Linked DNA regions of Sus scrofa: region 2 is linked to region 1. A link is a contact called in public HiChIP or PLAC-seq data. All regions are on one chromosome and are shown on one strand. Each heading gives the region's core, a stretch centred on a gene start, on an enhancer-like site or on the middle of the called end of the contact. The rest is flanking DNA. Distances are from core to core; before and after follow the strand shown.

Region 1 (7,566 bases), core at 2,339-4,838:
ACAGCTTATTTCCCTGATCTTTCCTACTAGTCCTTGCATCATACCTCAGGTGTAAACTTGGCGTTTGGAATGGAACACCTTCCTCTCTGCCCCCTAAGGTCTAAATTAGCACAGATCATGAGATCCTACATCAGCGTTCCTCCTTCCCAGCTACTCAGTTCCTTGTAGTTATTCAGTCCCCTCTGTCTGGAGTGTCCAGCATGGGAACAAGAAGGAATGGCTTCCTCTCTTTCCTCTTCTCTGTCCTCATGTTATTTAGGCAATATAAGATCTAAAGTTGAACCGATAAGTAGGACTAAATTCTACTAAGAAGAGAATCATCTTAGCATCTGTGTCAGGCAGACTTCTGGTTGAGTCTAAAGACAAGACCAGAAAGACTTTTGTGAACTAGACATTACAGGGCAAATGTTCGTGTATTGGAGCTTCAGAAGTGGATTGAGGATAATAGTTAAGGTACAGGGTTGCCATGTCCTTAAAGGATTCCAGTTGTTTCTTTATCACCAAGAAAGTAAGTTATTGAAGAAGTGTTCTTCTGGATCACGTCTGATTTCTCGGTTTTTGGTTTGGGGCCTAGGGAGACTACGTGCACAAGTCTGTGTTCATCATTTTCTTCCAAGGCGATCAGCTGAAAAACAGAGTCAAGAAAATCTGTGAGGGGTAAGAAAATCATGCCTCCCCCAAGGGTGCAGCCTTGCTACCTAACTATTAAGCCTATAGAATGGTGAAGCACAAAGCCTATTAGTCTACCTCTCGACATGGTGAATGTATCTTTTAATGACGTTAATGTTATTTTAAACAATTAGAAATGGCCCAAGTTTATTTTTTAAAAAGACCATCAAAATCAGTTTCCTTTCCTTGGAAAAAAGAAATTAAGACTCATGGTTTACAAATTCTACATTGTTCTGGGACAATGGGTCTGCATACCTAGCCGTGTATCATAGGCACCATGCCCTTAACTTTTCTGAAATTTTGCCCACAAGATCTTTTTTCTGTGCCTTTTTTCTCTAGCAATTTATAATGTAATTTGTATCACTTTTTCTTTCTTTCTTTAAAGGAGTTTAAAAGCTACAGAGAGGAGTTCCTTGTGGCTCACTGGGGTAAAGACCCAGGGTTATCACTGTTGTGGCTTGGGTCCCTGCTGTGGCTCACTGCCTGGCTCTGGAATTTCTGCATGCCGTGGGCATAGCCAAAAAGGCAAAAAGGCAAAAAAAAAAAAAAAAAAAAAAAAAAAAAAAGCTATGAGAATGTCAAGAGAGTTCAGATGTTGTTGCTCTGTCTCTAGACTCCTTCCCATAAATAGTTATTATTGATCAGTGCATCAGTTTGAACTAATCCTGTTTTGGTCCTTCTAGTAAGTTAGGATTACTTTCTGAGACTGTTAAAATTGGCCAGGTTCAGAAATTCCATTGTTCCTTAGGCTTGTCTGTACATTCCAGGTTCCGGGCCTCACTCTATCCCTGTCCTGAGACGCCACAGGAGAGGAAGGAAATGGCTTCTGGAGTTAATACCAGGATTGACGATCTCCAAATGGTACACAGAGGCCTGGAGGGGATTTGTTTTTGTAAAATGCTGTTACAGAAGACAACCCTGAGACACTAACAATTAACTTATTAGCACCTGCAGCAGCTCAGGATACTTTTATTTTGCTGTTAAGTCATTCGCTGAAACTTTTCCCCAGCTTCAATGGGGGATGACTTGACAATGGCGTTAGTCATCTTCAAATAAGACAGGGGTGCTGTGCGTATGAAGTCCCCTCCTCATGAATCTAACAAAGTAAACTTAGTTAAGAAAGTAAATCAAATAATACAGAAGTACGTATAAAGTCAGTTCTGCCTCTCACACTCAAACTCTGCCTCCAGAGGCAGCCACTCTTAACAGCTTGGTATGTACCTTTCTGGTCACCATGGATCTGAACCACAGAGTCCTGGTGTAACTCTTGTACCCTAGAAGAGACTTCGTTAGATTTTTACCAAATCGCAGTGTGTGTGGTTTGCACACACCGTGGGTTGTCACAGGGCTCTAAGGAAGGAGTCATGACATTTGCATTCACGTAAGGAAGAGGGTACCCAGTTGGAGCCTTGTTCCCTGTCATTAGAGTGTGGTGATTGCCCCCTTAAACATTGATAAACATACTTAATCCCAAAGGCAGTTCTTCTCAGCAGTGGCAGAATTGTCAGAGATATGTTGTAACTCCCATTTCAACATCTTTTCTCATCTTTCCCTCCAACGCTGTTGTATATATGACCCACCAACTTGATGTATTGCCAGCTCCTTTCAGATGCACATAACTGTTTAACCAAAGGAAGAGAATGTTTTAAGAACTGCTATTCGGGAGTTCCCGTCGTGGCGCAGTGGTTAATGAATCCGACTAGGAACCATGAGGTTGCGGGTTCGGTCCCTGCCCTTGCTCAGTGGGTTAACCATCCGGTGTTGCCGTGAGCTGTGGTGTAGGTTACAGACGCGGCTCGGATCCCGTGTTGCTGTGGCTCTGGCGTAGGGCAGTGGCTACAGCTCCGATTCAACCCCTAGCCTGGGAACCTCCATATGCCGCGGGAGCGGCCCAAGAAATAGCAACAACAACAAAAGACAAAAAAAAAAAAAAAAAAAAAAAAGAACTGCTATTCGGCAGTAAGCCGTATTAGTACAGTCTGTGTTCTAGGGCTATTCTCTCCGTTCTTAGGAGGTAGGCTTGTGGTAGATTTTAAAGAGCATGTGCAGGAGTTCCCACTGTGGCATAGTGGGCTAAGAATCTGACTGCAGCAGCTCGACTTGCTGCAGAGGTGTGGGTTCAATCCCCAGCCCAGCTCAATGGGTTAAAGGATTCAGGGTTGCCACAGCTGCGGTGTAGGTTGCAGCTGTAGCTCAGATTCAATTCCTGGCCCAGAAACTTCTGTATGCCATGAGTGCAGTCATTAAAAAAAAATAATAATGCAATATAATTATAAATGACTAGAATTTTACTTTTTAAAACACCCAACTGTATGAACTAAAATTTAAAAAGAGCTTTAAACCAGCTATGATGGAAAAAAAAATAAAAATCATTATATTAAAAAAAATAAAAAGAGCTTGAGTATCAAGTAGTGAGGTGTGGGGGTAGGGGATAGGGAAAAAGAAAAGCAAATGAAACATTGCTTGCAAGTTTATGTAGTATCCTTTCAGAAGTTTAAATAATAATTGTGAAATTGTCAACAGCCAGAAGGAGAGAAAGTACCTTTGTTCTTTTTTTTGTAAACCTCTTGTGGAAGTTACTTTCTACTGCCCAAGACAGTTTCTCAGGGAGCAGTTACTACTTTTTTCCTAGACTGACTTGAAAAGTCAGCTGTGATGGAGACTTGTGCCAAAATGATTAATACGTCATTTTATTCCTCCTCAGACAAATGTGGAGATTTAAGATAGATTCTCGGGCAGAAATGTGAGTGGTGGGTTGCTTGCCCAATTTTGACTTCGCTCCCCTTCGGCTCTAGACAGATGTTAAACGTTTGGTGATAAATGAGGCAGTAGAATGGAAAGTGTCCCTGCCCTTCCTCCCATTCTGGCCTTGGCCAGGTGATTCCTCCAGGGGAATTCTCTACCATTTCCAAAGGACCAGCTGTGAAACTCTTTCCCTCCAAGAAGCCTGACCGGAAAATAAAGCCTGATCAGCTCCATGCTGTCAGTGGTATGTGACAGTGGAAATGCCTTCTAAAGGCCGAGGTGTCTGCGTCTTCTCCTCCTCCCTGGCACAGAGTCTGTCTTGGCATAGGCAGCAATGGCAGTCAGCAGTGCCTCTGTCCCATGTGCCCTGATGCTGGCTTATGTGCAGGGCCTTCTGCAGCTTGCTGTTCTTAAGTATGGATTTGACACCTTGGTCTGCTCCTGGGGCTGTGAAGCTGACGTCTTCCAGTCTCAGTCACAGGCTCCACGTGGAAAGTCGTGGCTCTTTAATGATCCAGATAAAAGCCAGTGACCTACGCTGTTTTGCCATGGATTTGGTGAGATTAACTGTAGAGAGAAAAGCTAAAACTGTTTTCTCAGATTTCTCTTTAGCTCGAAGCTAAATAAAAATGTTAGTAATTGGAACTCTAATTTCTTTAAAAACAAAATAAAACAAAAGCCATTCTAGCCTGAAGAAGGAAAAAAACCAGATTGCCAGCAACCTTTCTCAGAAAGCTGTGCCTCTTTGCTCTTCATATCCTAAATCTAAGGATATTGGTAGGATCCCTCTCTTGCTCCTTTCTCTCCCAAAAGGTTCTGAATCAAACAGAGGATCACCGCCAGAGGGTCCTGCAGGCGGCTGCTAAGAACATCCGAGTCTGGTTCATCAAGGTGCGGAAGATGAAGGCCATCTACCATACTTTGAACCTGTGCAACATAGACGTGACCCAGAAGTGCTTGATTGCGGAGGTCTGGTGCCCTGTCACTGACCTTGACTCCATCCAGTTTGCACTCAGAAGGGGCACGGTGAGTCCCCCACAGCTAGTAGTGCAGCCTGCAGCCAGGAAGAGAGAGGTTCCTATTGATCAGTTACATCTTTGTGACATTTTTAGTCTCAGCATTCTTTGATATACTCATCTTGTATCCTGGCAGTATATTTCATGTACCCTTATTTTCCAAATGTAGAAATTGCAATTCAAAAAAGATTAAATGGAGTTCCTGTCGTGGCACAGTGGTTAATGAATCCGACTAGGAACCTTAAGGTTGCAGGTTCGATCCCTGGCCTTGCTCAGTGGGTTAAGGTTCCAGCGTTGCTGTGAGCTGTGGCGTAGGTCAAAGACGCGGCTCGGATCCCGTGTTGCTGTGGCTGTGGTGTAGGCCAGCGGCTACAGCTCTAATTAGACCCCTAGCCTGGGAACCTCCATATGCCGCGGGAAGCAGCCCTAGAAAAGGCAAAAAGACAAAAAAAAAAAATAAAAGATTAAATCATTTGATCATATCCATGACCCTTTAGGCTAGCTCATGACCAGAATCATGAATTTCCCGAACCACTTTCTCTGTCCATTAGACTAGTTCCATAGCATAACCCTCACAGTTCCAGTTAGTACTTAATTAGAGCTTGCACCCTGTCCTAGGCATAGTCAAGGAGCCAAGAGGTGTAGAGATGTAAAAAATAAGCCCTCACATATCTTGGAGGGACTGATGTGTGAACATACAGGAGAGTCATTTGTCTGTGGAGGGAAGGAAGGTGCTAGCTTTTCCAACTAGAATGATTAGAAAAAGCTTTAAAAGGTGACATTTACTGAGGCCTTTGAAGAATAGGTAAGATATTATTGGCAACGATGAAGAAAACAGTATTGGAGTTCCCTGGTGGCTCAGCAGTTAAGGATCTGGCATTGTCACCACAGTGGCTCAGGTTACTGCCATGGTATAGGTTTGATACCTGGCCTAGGAACTTTCACATGCTGCGGGCATGCCTCCTCCAACCACCACCACCACCAAAAAAGAATCAGGGACAAAGGCAGAAAGTACAGTACAACATGTGTGGCTGGGCCAAAACAGAAATTGTAACAGGTGAGCTAAAAGAGCAGAAGGTAAACCTGGGTTGGGTAAACTGGAACCTAATTGTGAAGGGTTTTTAATACCAGGTTAGTGGGTTTAAATTTTACCCCAGAGGAAGTGGAGGGGCAGTGGAAATTAATTAGCTGTGAAAAGACATGATAGAAGCAGTTTTAAAAGAGTAATTCATTGACAGTATCTGGGTTGGATTGGAGTAGAGAGAGTCTAGAGGTGAGGGGTCAGTTAGGAGGTTATTGTCAACACAGAGTAGTGATAATGACCCCTGTGGTAAGATGTGGCAGTGGGAAAAGCAGATAAAGATGAGTTTGTGAGACATTCTGAAGGAAGTATCAACAGGTGTACTTGGTACTTGTGCAGGAGAAATACAAGGAGAGAAAAGTAAAAATATTTCTGAAGCATCAAAGCTGAGTGGCTGGTAGAATAAGGTTCCACTATTGGAAGTGAAAGTTCAGCAAGAGGAACTTATTGATAGAGGGAAGATGGTAAGTTCAGTTTTAATAACATTGAGGGGGCTGGACAGAAATCCACATGGAAATGTCAAGCTGAAAGTGGGATAGGTTCTCAAAAGGAAGGACTCCATGAGGTTGGAAGGGAATGAGACCCTTCCAGAGAGAAAATAAGGGGCTAATAATAGAACCTCCGGGGCTCTACAGTGTTACAGACAGGGGAGGAAGAGCCAGCAGAGAGACAGGAAAGGCATGGTTAGTGGGCAGAAGAGGAAGATCTTCAGTGTCAGGGGCTTGCATGTAAGAGAAAAGACCTTTGGATCTGGTGATGAGTCAGCTACTTTGACCAAGCGTGCTTAGGGATTAGGAAATTAAGAATAGGTGGTGAAGGAGGAAAGTCAGGAATAACTTCGCTTTTTCCGTGAAAGGAGGTAAGAACAGTGATACTTGTGGACAGGCAGGTAAGGCTGTCTCCAGTGAAGGTTACATGTTGTAAAATTCTTTTTTTTCTCATAGTAAGAATATTCTTTCTGAGACTTAATTTAAATCTTTCATTGTAAATTTTAGAGCTAGTTCCAGTTTCCCCAAAGCCTGGAAAGATTGCAATATAGTTTGCATGAAAGAAAATATTCATAGTTTATGTGTGCTGTTTGATGGGCTTTGATAAATATATACTCATGGGTAACCACCACTGCAATTAGGAGGATGACCAGTTCTGATACATGTGCTTCATGTCTCCCAGGAACACAGTGGTTCCACCGTGCCCTCCATTCTGAACAGGATGCAGACAAACCAGACTCCCCCAACCTATAACAAAACCAACAAGTTCACATGCGGCTTTCAGAACATAGTGGATGCTTACGGAATTGGAACTTACCGAGAGATAAATCCGGGTAAAAATGCTTGAATCTTTTCCCTCTAGAGGTGTTTTTTTGTTTTTTGTTTTTTTTCATTTATTTATTTATTTTTAGGGCCACACCCACAGCATATGGAAATTCCCGGGCTGGGGGTCGAATTGGAGCTGCAGCTGCCAACTTATGCCACAGCCCCAGCAACGCCAATTCTAAGCCGCATCTGCTACCTACATCACAGCTCATGGAAGCACTGGATCCTTAGCCTCCTGAGCGGGGCCAGGGATCAAACCCGTGTCCTCACGGATACTAGTCAGGTTCGTTACTGCTGAGCCACAGCAGGAACTCTTAGAGGTTTTATTCTTTGTTTGTTATTTCTTTTAATGCCTCACTTTGTTTTTTTTTTTTTTTTTTTTGGCCCCACCCATGGCATGCTGAAGTTCCCTGGCCAGGGATTGAACCACAGCAATGACTCAAGCTGATGTAGTGACAATGCCTGATCCTTAACCCTCTGTGCCACCAGGGAACTCCTAATGCCTCACTTTAAATGAAATAGAACAGCTGGCTTAAAACTAAAGATGTTGTCAAGACCTTACCACTTGTGTAATTCCTGTGAAGAGGTGCCTGTTTGTATGTAGGGAGTGAGCTTTATGGCTGGATGGCTCTCCCTTAGGAGGTGGTGGTATTTGAAATTTATAGGAATGAGCTCAGTGGATTGGATTCCTGTTTGCCCTCACAGCTGTATAACACCTGGCTTTCTCTCATGCACCATTTGG
Region 2 (7,270 bases), core at 1,304-3,803, 150 kb before region 1:
CTCAGTGGTTAAGGATCTGGCGTTGCTGTGAGCTGTGGTGTAGGCTGGCAGCTGTAGCTCCGATTCAGACTCCTAGCCTGGGAACTTCCATATGCCGCAGGTGTGGTCCTAAAAAGCAAAAAAAAAAAAAAAGGAAAAACGTCATTTTTTTGGAATATGTGGAAGTGCTACTACTATTTTGGATTTACTGGGCTACAGAAAATACATTCTTAAAATGAACCTCACCTGTTCCTTTTTACTGTTTTTAACGCAGCTACTAGGAAATGGACACCCGCAGGGGGCATGCGTGCCGTTTCTATGGGAAAGCGCTGCTTGAAACACCTGCTCCCAATCCAGGTGCCCAGCTCGGCTCTGTAAGCGGGAGCATCACAGGGACAAGTGGATACTCACCAAACTGCCCTCCTGCTGAGGGCTCAGCACCTTCACCATTATTTCCAAACTGCATCAATGAATCTAAAGTGCGGGGGGACATCGGCAGGTCAATGGTATTGCTGCAGGTCGTTCTGTAGGAAACGGGGAGCAGTAGGAGCGGAAAGGGCCGGGTTGACAAGACACAATGGAGGAAAAAAAAAAAGAAGAACAGAACACACACACACAAGCTCATCAAACTCTGGTCTCCAAAAGAAAAACAAAAAAAAAACAAAAAAAATACAAGCTCAAGCTTTTTAAACACACCAGGTCACTTTGAATACCGACCATAGCTCCGAGGGTTCCAACCCCTCACCAGAGTTCTCTCACCCAGTGGCCTGTTCCCAGGGGTAATTGAGGACGTTAGAAATGAAGGCAAAATCAGGAAGAGAAGCCACTTACGGTGTCACACAGATGAACTTGGTCTTCAGGTATGGGGCAGCACCTGGGAAGGAGAAAACTCAGGCTCACTGATTCTGACTCCACCCTGGGTCCCGGGCAGGAGGAAGCCTTTCCCCAATGCTGACCTGAAACTCACTCCATCCTGGACCAGAGATTGTCTGGAACTCCCATTTCCCTCGGAGGAAGCTCACCTGCCCGCCCTCCCTGTACACGCTTTGATGTCCCAGACGCTTTGGCACCTTGTCCCCGAGCCCAGAGGAGGGGCGGCCGGGTGTTCCTCCCTCCCTCAGCTCAGGTAAAGAGTTTAACTGCTTGCGTGTGGTCTGAGGATTAGGTTCTGGCCTGGCTGTATCTCTTAGATAACTTCTCCTCATGCAGGGCTGAGCCCACGTCGTCGGGGCACCATGTCTTGCTCAGGTACCGCAGCGGTGAAGAGCAGGTGGAAAGGGTTAATGCAGTGCCGAAGCTGGGGGAGGTGGGGGGGGGGGGCGACGACAGTTTCTGTTCCTTTCAGGACTTGTCTGTCCCTATGGCATTGTCAGGTGAGGGGATTAGAAAGGCCCCTGCTGGACAACTGCATCACCCAGAAGAGCCCCTCCACAGGGAGGCTGTCGCGTGGAGCAATCGGCTCTGGTCTGGCAGACAGGAGGCCCAGGCCTCATTCTCTCTTCAGCGGCTAAGGGGTCTCGGCAAGGCCCTTCCTCTCTCATGTGTAGGAGGGAGAAGCCCATCTCTGCCATTTAGTATCCTTATTCACAGGAGAGTTAGAAATGTGAGGACTGAAACAAGTGAAATTAAGGGCTAAATGCTGATGCTAAGAGCTCAAGGAACCCTGGAGACAGTGGCATGGGACTGGGAGGCTTTGGGGGAACATGGGACTTAGCAGGCAGGTGGCGGGGTGGGGTGGGCTGAGAGAAGCACGGTTATCAAGCTTGGGGCTTACTGGGAGGCTGAGGGATCAGAAAGTACGACAGCCTGAGAAAAAGCGTCGCCAAGGGGCCCTGAGACCGCCGTCTGTGTTTATTTTTGGCCAAGAAACAGATTAACTCAGTACAAAATCCAAAGAAGCTACTGAGGCAGGGTTCTGGTGTCTTATAAATCCACTTGGGCCCAGGACGGAGGGGCCCAAGACAGAAAAGGTTTTAATTCCCCCAGTGAGCAATGGTGCTGAGACAAAACAGCTTTGGCCTGAGCTGCCAAGGGAGAAGCAAAGGAGAACGAAGATGGAGAAGCAAAGGAGAACGAAGACGAAAAAGCTGCTTTATGGCTCCGTACCAGGTCGTAAATGTCCTTTATCTAATTTGTAAGATAAGGGATGTGTCATTTCTCTTGGGGACTCTCTCCCTCAAGCCATGAGGAAATACTGAGTGAAGAGGAGGGAAGAGTCCTGGGAAGATAATCCACCTTCTAGAGACGCTCAAACCTCCACGATGGAACCCGAGGAAGGGGTTGCACGCTCAGCCCTGGAGGACCCCACACCTCACACCTCACACCACACCCCGGGCCCTGAGGGCGGCCTCGGCCCCGAGGAAACACTGATGCGTCCAGGCAGGAAAGGGCCTTGCCTCCCAGTCACACAGGAGGGGTGGCCACGAATGGGGGGGCGCAGCCTCAGACCGGGAGCGTGGGCCCTGAAAGCCACGTCAGTCCGAGGACCAGCACGTGGACCCAAGTGCCTTCCGCAGAAGGCACAGGGCAGGGTGACAGGGGCTGATAAACAGATCTCCCAACCGAAGCGCAGCGTGCAAGGCGAGATAAGCGGCAGACGGGAAGTGCCCTTGTGACCGAGACGTGGCCCCAGAACAAAGGAAAAAAGAGAGTCAGTCGCCTGTTAGCTCCAGTTCCCTCCGCCAAGGCTCATTCTGCTCAGCCCGAGGCTCCTCAGAGGGAATGCCCATGAAGAAGTGGGAAGGAGGCTGCTGGGTGTGTGTGTGAGAGCTATTGGTACAAAACCAAGGTTTTTCAAAAGCAGCCAGGGCCGGGACGGCCAACCTCCGAGGGTCACGGTAAGAGAAGATGAAGAGAAGTTAATAAAAACAATGGCCAATTATCGTCTCCTCGTCAGGATCCAGACAGAGAACCCAGATCTGAGCTCCAAACAGAACCGAGAATAGACTAGAGGGCTCTGCCCTCCACACTGAGGATGGTGCCAGAGCTCACACGGGTTTAAACGTGTGAAACCATTTATGTATAACTTACACAAGCACATGAATGTGCTCTTGCACGTTAAAAAAAAAAAACCAATTTCCCCTTTTGCGTGGCCATGGCGTGCAGCAGCTTGGTGTGGATCTCAGTGCCCAGACCGGGGCTTGAACCCAGCCACAGTGGTGAAAGCCCTGAGTCCGAACCACTAGACCACCAGGGACCTCCCTAAGAAAACCTTATTTTCGACAGCTGCATGTCCAAGGTAGCAATTCCATGCCCCTCCCACCCGTTGCCATCTGCCCCTTCAATTACCCCTCTCCCGAGATTCTGCTCTCAAACCGTGTTCCAAGGCTGCTAACACTCATTTCCTCCAGAAGGCCTTTCTTTGTCCCACCTGATGCTGCCTACATTGTTCAGTGATCGGGAAAAGGAAACACACTAGACTAAAGTCTGAGTTGCAAACCTTCTAGCCTCTGCTAGGTAAGAAGCGCTGCACTGGCTGGGCGTCCTGTTACCAAAGAATCCTGTCCCCGAATTCTCTCTGCCATGTTTTCTTTTTTCTTTTTTAGGCCCGAACCTGCAGCATATGGAGGTTTCCCAGCTAGGGATCACATTGGAGCTACAGCTGCCGAACTACACCACAGCTCATGCTGACGCTGGATCCTTAACCCACTGAGCAAGGCCAGGGATCAAACCCACATCCTCGTGGATCCTAGCTGGGCTCATTACCACTGAGCCACAATGGGAACTTCCTCTCGGCAGTGTCTGAGGAATGCCTGGGTGTTGCATGCAGTCTCCCCCTTTAGATGGGGCTCCCTGTGCCATCAGCCACCCCCCAAAAGCACTCACTACAGAGTTCTTTCCCCAAAAGAGGAATAAAGATGACCAGGTTCTTCAGGCATTGACCCATCCCATCCTCCAAGGATCCTACCATTTCCTGCTTTTCCCCGGAATGAAATGCCTATTGCGGAAAATCAACAACTACCTGGGTCAGCTTCGGGATGCTCCTGGCTCTCTGGCCGACAATACTTTCCAAACGCCTCTCCTTTGGAATGTCAGGGTAGAGGTAGACCAGCGGAGACACGAGGATGTTGGTAGCATCCATGATCTTATAGCCCATGATGATTTCAGCAAACGACATGTTGTTGAGCTGCTGCTTGGTGTACGGTTCCACCGACTGGATCTGGGTCTTACCTGCCATGGGATATGGGAGGCAAAGACTAGGTGAGCTCCAAGAAAACTATGGGATTTATTTTTTCCCGCAAGGGGGACAGACTTATGCCAACCTAGTGCCTGAGGCCCTGAATAGCTTTCCCAGTCACCTGGCACTGTGGAAATGTCCAGCTGGCTTTGAGAGAAGCGATCCAGTTGGGTCACAGGTTAATACACTTGAATCATCACTTACATAAGCTATGTTAACAGGGGAAGTAAAAAGGAGATGAAGAAAATTTAAGTTGCAAATTTCTAGGCAAATATTAGCTCCTGGACCAAGTGAAATGAAATGGCAAACCGACCCTCCAGCTGGCAGAAGTTGGAGAAAAGTCACTCAAATGTGTTTCCCAAGCCTAAGGCAGCGGGTTGAGGCCATTTCTGACCACCAGGGGGCAGCAGGTGCCTGACACTAGCAGCAGTCAAGGCAGCAGCCACCCATAAGCTACCAGGTGGGTGGGGACCAGCCCAGCTTACCGCTGATGTCCTTCTCCACCCAAGTGAAGGTGACTCCTCCTTCTTTGCTGCTTTCACTGAATCTCAGCAGGAAGGTGCCTGGGGGCTTGGTGCTCAAGATGGCCCGCTCCCTCTCCTTACTGATAAAGCCCATTATGTACCTGGAAGACAACAAGGTTTGGGCTGAGGGTTCCTCTGCCACCAGCCTGCTGGAAGAGTGGGGGACTTGTCACACCTGTGTACGCTGCCAGACTTGTGTTTCGACCTACCCTTCATTCCAAAGGGCCAGGATGTACTTTTTCACAAGGTCAATGATATTGTCCAGCCAGACCCAGAAGGAGAAGCCCTTGCCAGCCATGTTTTCCTGGAGAAAAGAATAACAGGAAAACCAAGTCCCTCAACCATCCCAGGCTGTCCCTTCCGCGGGGCGAGGTGCCAGCAAAACCTCAGGCGCACCTACCCTTGGGTGCCCCCCCAGCCTTCTGAGACCCCGCAGGTGTGCACCCCTCCCCCTCCCCTAATTCACACAGTTGCTTACTTTGCAAAACTTAGCCCACGTGATCTGACACCCTGAATAGTTCACACCAGGTCCTGAAGGGAAAAAATAATAATAAAGTAGTATAATTTTCGACTTTGAATCAAGATCTCATTCCTTCATACGAACACACTCATACACATCTGTCCCACTGTGCCGTGAAACCATTAGGTGTTTTTGTGGGTTTTTTTTTTTTCTGGCCGTGGAAGTTCCCAGGCCAGGGGTTGAACGCAAGGCATAATGACAACGCCAGATCCTTAACTGCTAGCCTGCCAGGGAACTCTGAAACCACTGGTTTTCATGTATTTGAATGCTGCCACCACTGTGTGCCCACCTGCTCCCAGACCCCATCATTTGACACCCCCACCCCCGAGGAGCTGTTTAGCCCAGCAGAGCGAGGGGACGATCCATCATGTCCCTGCTGCACTTCCCAGCTTCGAGTGGTGGTCTGGGGACCAGCAGCACTAAGGTGCTGACAGATGGCATTACAGGGTCACATTTGGTGGCAGCACAGGACAAAGCACAGGTAGCATGTAAAATACATTCTACCAATTTTTTTTCCCAGGGGAGAAAATGAAAAACGAGCCTACAGGTTCTTGAAGAAACGGACAGGGCTGCCAAACCCGGAGCTCTGCCTTCTAACACATACTTCAAACACCTTCCTAGGGTCGGACAAAGGGAAAGTGGTCCCCTGAAAGGATGAGGGACACAGCTACCAAGAAATCTGCCTCCCGCCTCATAGAAATGATCACCAGGATGCTGGCCTCCTCTGCATCCTGACTCCCTACCTGCCGGAGCAGGTTTTCTGGCCCCGGGCACAGCACCTTGCTCAGCAACCCAAACACTCCTAAAGGACCAGCTCCAGGGGCGGGATTCCTTTTCAGAGGAAGGCGGGAGAGAAAGGAGGCAAAGAGCTGACCTAGGAGTTTCTCTGCCAGCGTGCTCAACTGCTCGATGCTCAGCCCTCGCTTGGTGGTGGAAGAGAACTGCCAGCTCAGCACCTCGGCCACTTGATCCCACGTTCCGATCGGGGGCTTGGTGAAAAAGTTCACGTTCTAGGGAAACGACATACATGGGCTCCTTGAGATGAGGGTGGTGCCTGATGAGCCGCCCCAGGCACCGCCACAAGCCCAGAAGTCTCCGGAGAACCCGGAGCCCAGGCTCACCTTGGGGTTGTTGGTCAGCATATTATACCACAGGATGGAGGCCCAGGCGTTGGGCATCTGACAGATGTTGGAGATGACCACGACTGGCAAGGAGTGGGTCTGTGGAGTAAGCGGGCAATGAGCTGGGGAGGCGGAGGGCCCTGGTGGCTTCAAGTCTCTTGACCCATATTTTGCAGGGTTTGCAAGAGGACAGGCCATGGGCCACGCCTGCTGCCACACTCGGGCCACAGGCCTCAGGTTCGGTCTGAACACCACCATGACCTTGTGATGCCGACATGCTCACAGTGGACACTCATGGTCCACGGACTCCCCATTTATAAAACCCGGAAGGCATTCTCCACGAACTGAAGATGCATCAACCCCTTAAACAGAGAGCTCCCAGGAATCCAAAACTTAGGATTCCTGGTTTTTCGGGTGTATCTTTAAAGATCAGCTGGGAAAAAGAGCATATAAATGCCAGGATTGTCTGTATGCTACAAACAGTGGCTGCTGAAAGGCTGTTTTGCTCAAACTTTATATAATAAAGTCCACTGTAATCAATTTCTAAGTATGAGTTTTTATACCAGGTTTGCTGAAGGCTGAGTAAACAGGGATCTTCTAAGCACTCCAGCAAGATTTTACTCCCAGAGGAGACACTGAGGATTTTGTTGGAGAAAAACAAGCAAAAGCAATAAACATGGTGTTTAGCCAAGAGTCATCATTGCACCTGCTGGAGAGAAAACCCCAACTAGAAGTCTGGTCACCTCCATCACCCCTGCACCCAGCCCCACCCAGTTCTGCTGCAGAACTCACCTCCAGGTCAATCTTGAGGCCTTGATGATACACCTCGGTCTCAAAGGTGATCAGGTGCAGCTCCTCGGTCACAATGAGGGAGGCCTGCCATAACCAGGACACTTCCTTAGAGAGGGTGGCATTCGGAACCGACCGTCACCACGACACCATCCAGAAG

Evidence for each region. HiChIP or PLAC-seq counts read pairs in DNA pulled down with a chosen protein or histone mark.
Region 2: a contact with region 1 is called in an H3K27ac HiChIP or PLAC-seq map of skeletal muscle. The contact joins two enhancer-like sites. A contact is called at or near these places in 1 of 47 Hi-C or Micro-C datasets (epiblast stem cells) and 1 of 2 datasets of contacts at active chromatin or transcription factors (skeletal muscle).

The regions. Positions count from the first base shown.
Region 1 is chr12:20,314,428-20,321,993 of Sscrofa11.1, reverse strand. It overlaps ATP6V0A1 (V-type proton ATPase 116 kDa subunit a), which reads left to right. Exons shown (of 22, transcript XM_013980945.2): 8 at 575-657; 9 at 1,437-1,530; 10 at 4,228-4,440; 11 at 6,682-6,832. Among named protein-coding and RNA genes, the nearest start is that of ATP6V0A1, 26 kb to the left of the region's middle. Within about 2 kb of position 3,588, at least 2 of the 83 cell types and tissues checked have an H3K27ac peak or open chromatin away from gene starts, as enhancers often do. A contact at or near this core is called in skeletal muscle, where this site is marked.
Region 2 is chr12:20,463,009-20,470,278 of Sscrofa11.1, reverse strand. STAT3 (signal transducer and activator of transcription 3) reads right to left here. Exons shown (of 25, transcript NM_001044580.1): 15 at 7,114-7,197; 16 at 6,322-6,420; 17 at 6,075-6,210; 18 at 5,159-5,211; 19 at 4,890-4,984; 20 at 4,642-4,781; 21 at 4,001-4,149; 22 at 3,938-3,998; 23 at 811-853; 24 at 391-503. Among named protein-coding and RNA genes, the nearest start is that of STAT5A, 32 kb to the left of the region's middle. Within about 2 kb of position 2,553, at least 14 of the 83 cell types and tissues checked have an H3K27ac peak or open chromatin away from gene starts, as enhancers often do. A contact at or near this core is called in skeletal muscle, where this site is marked.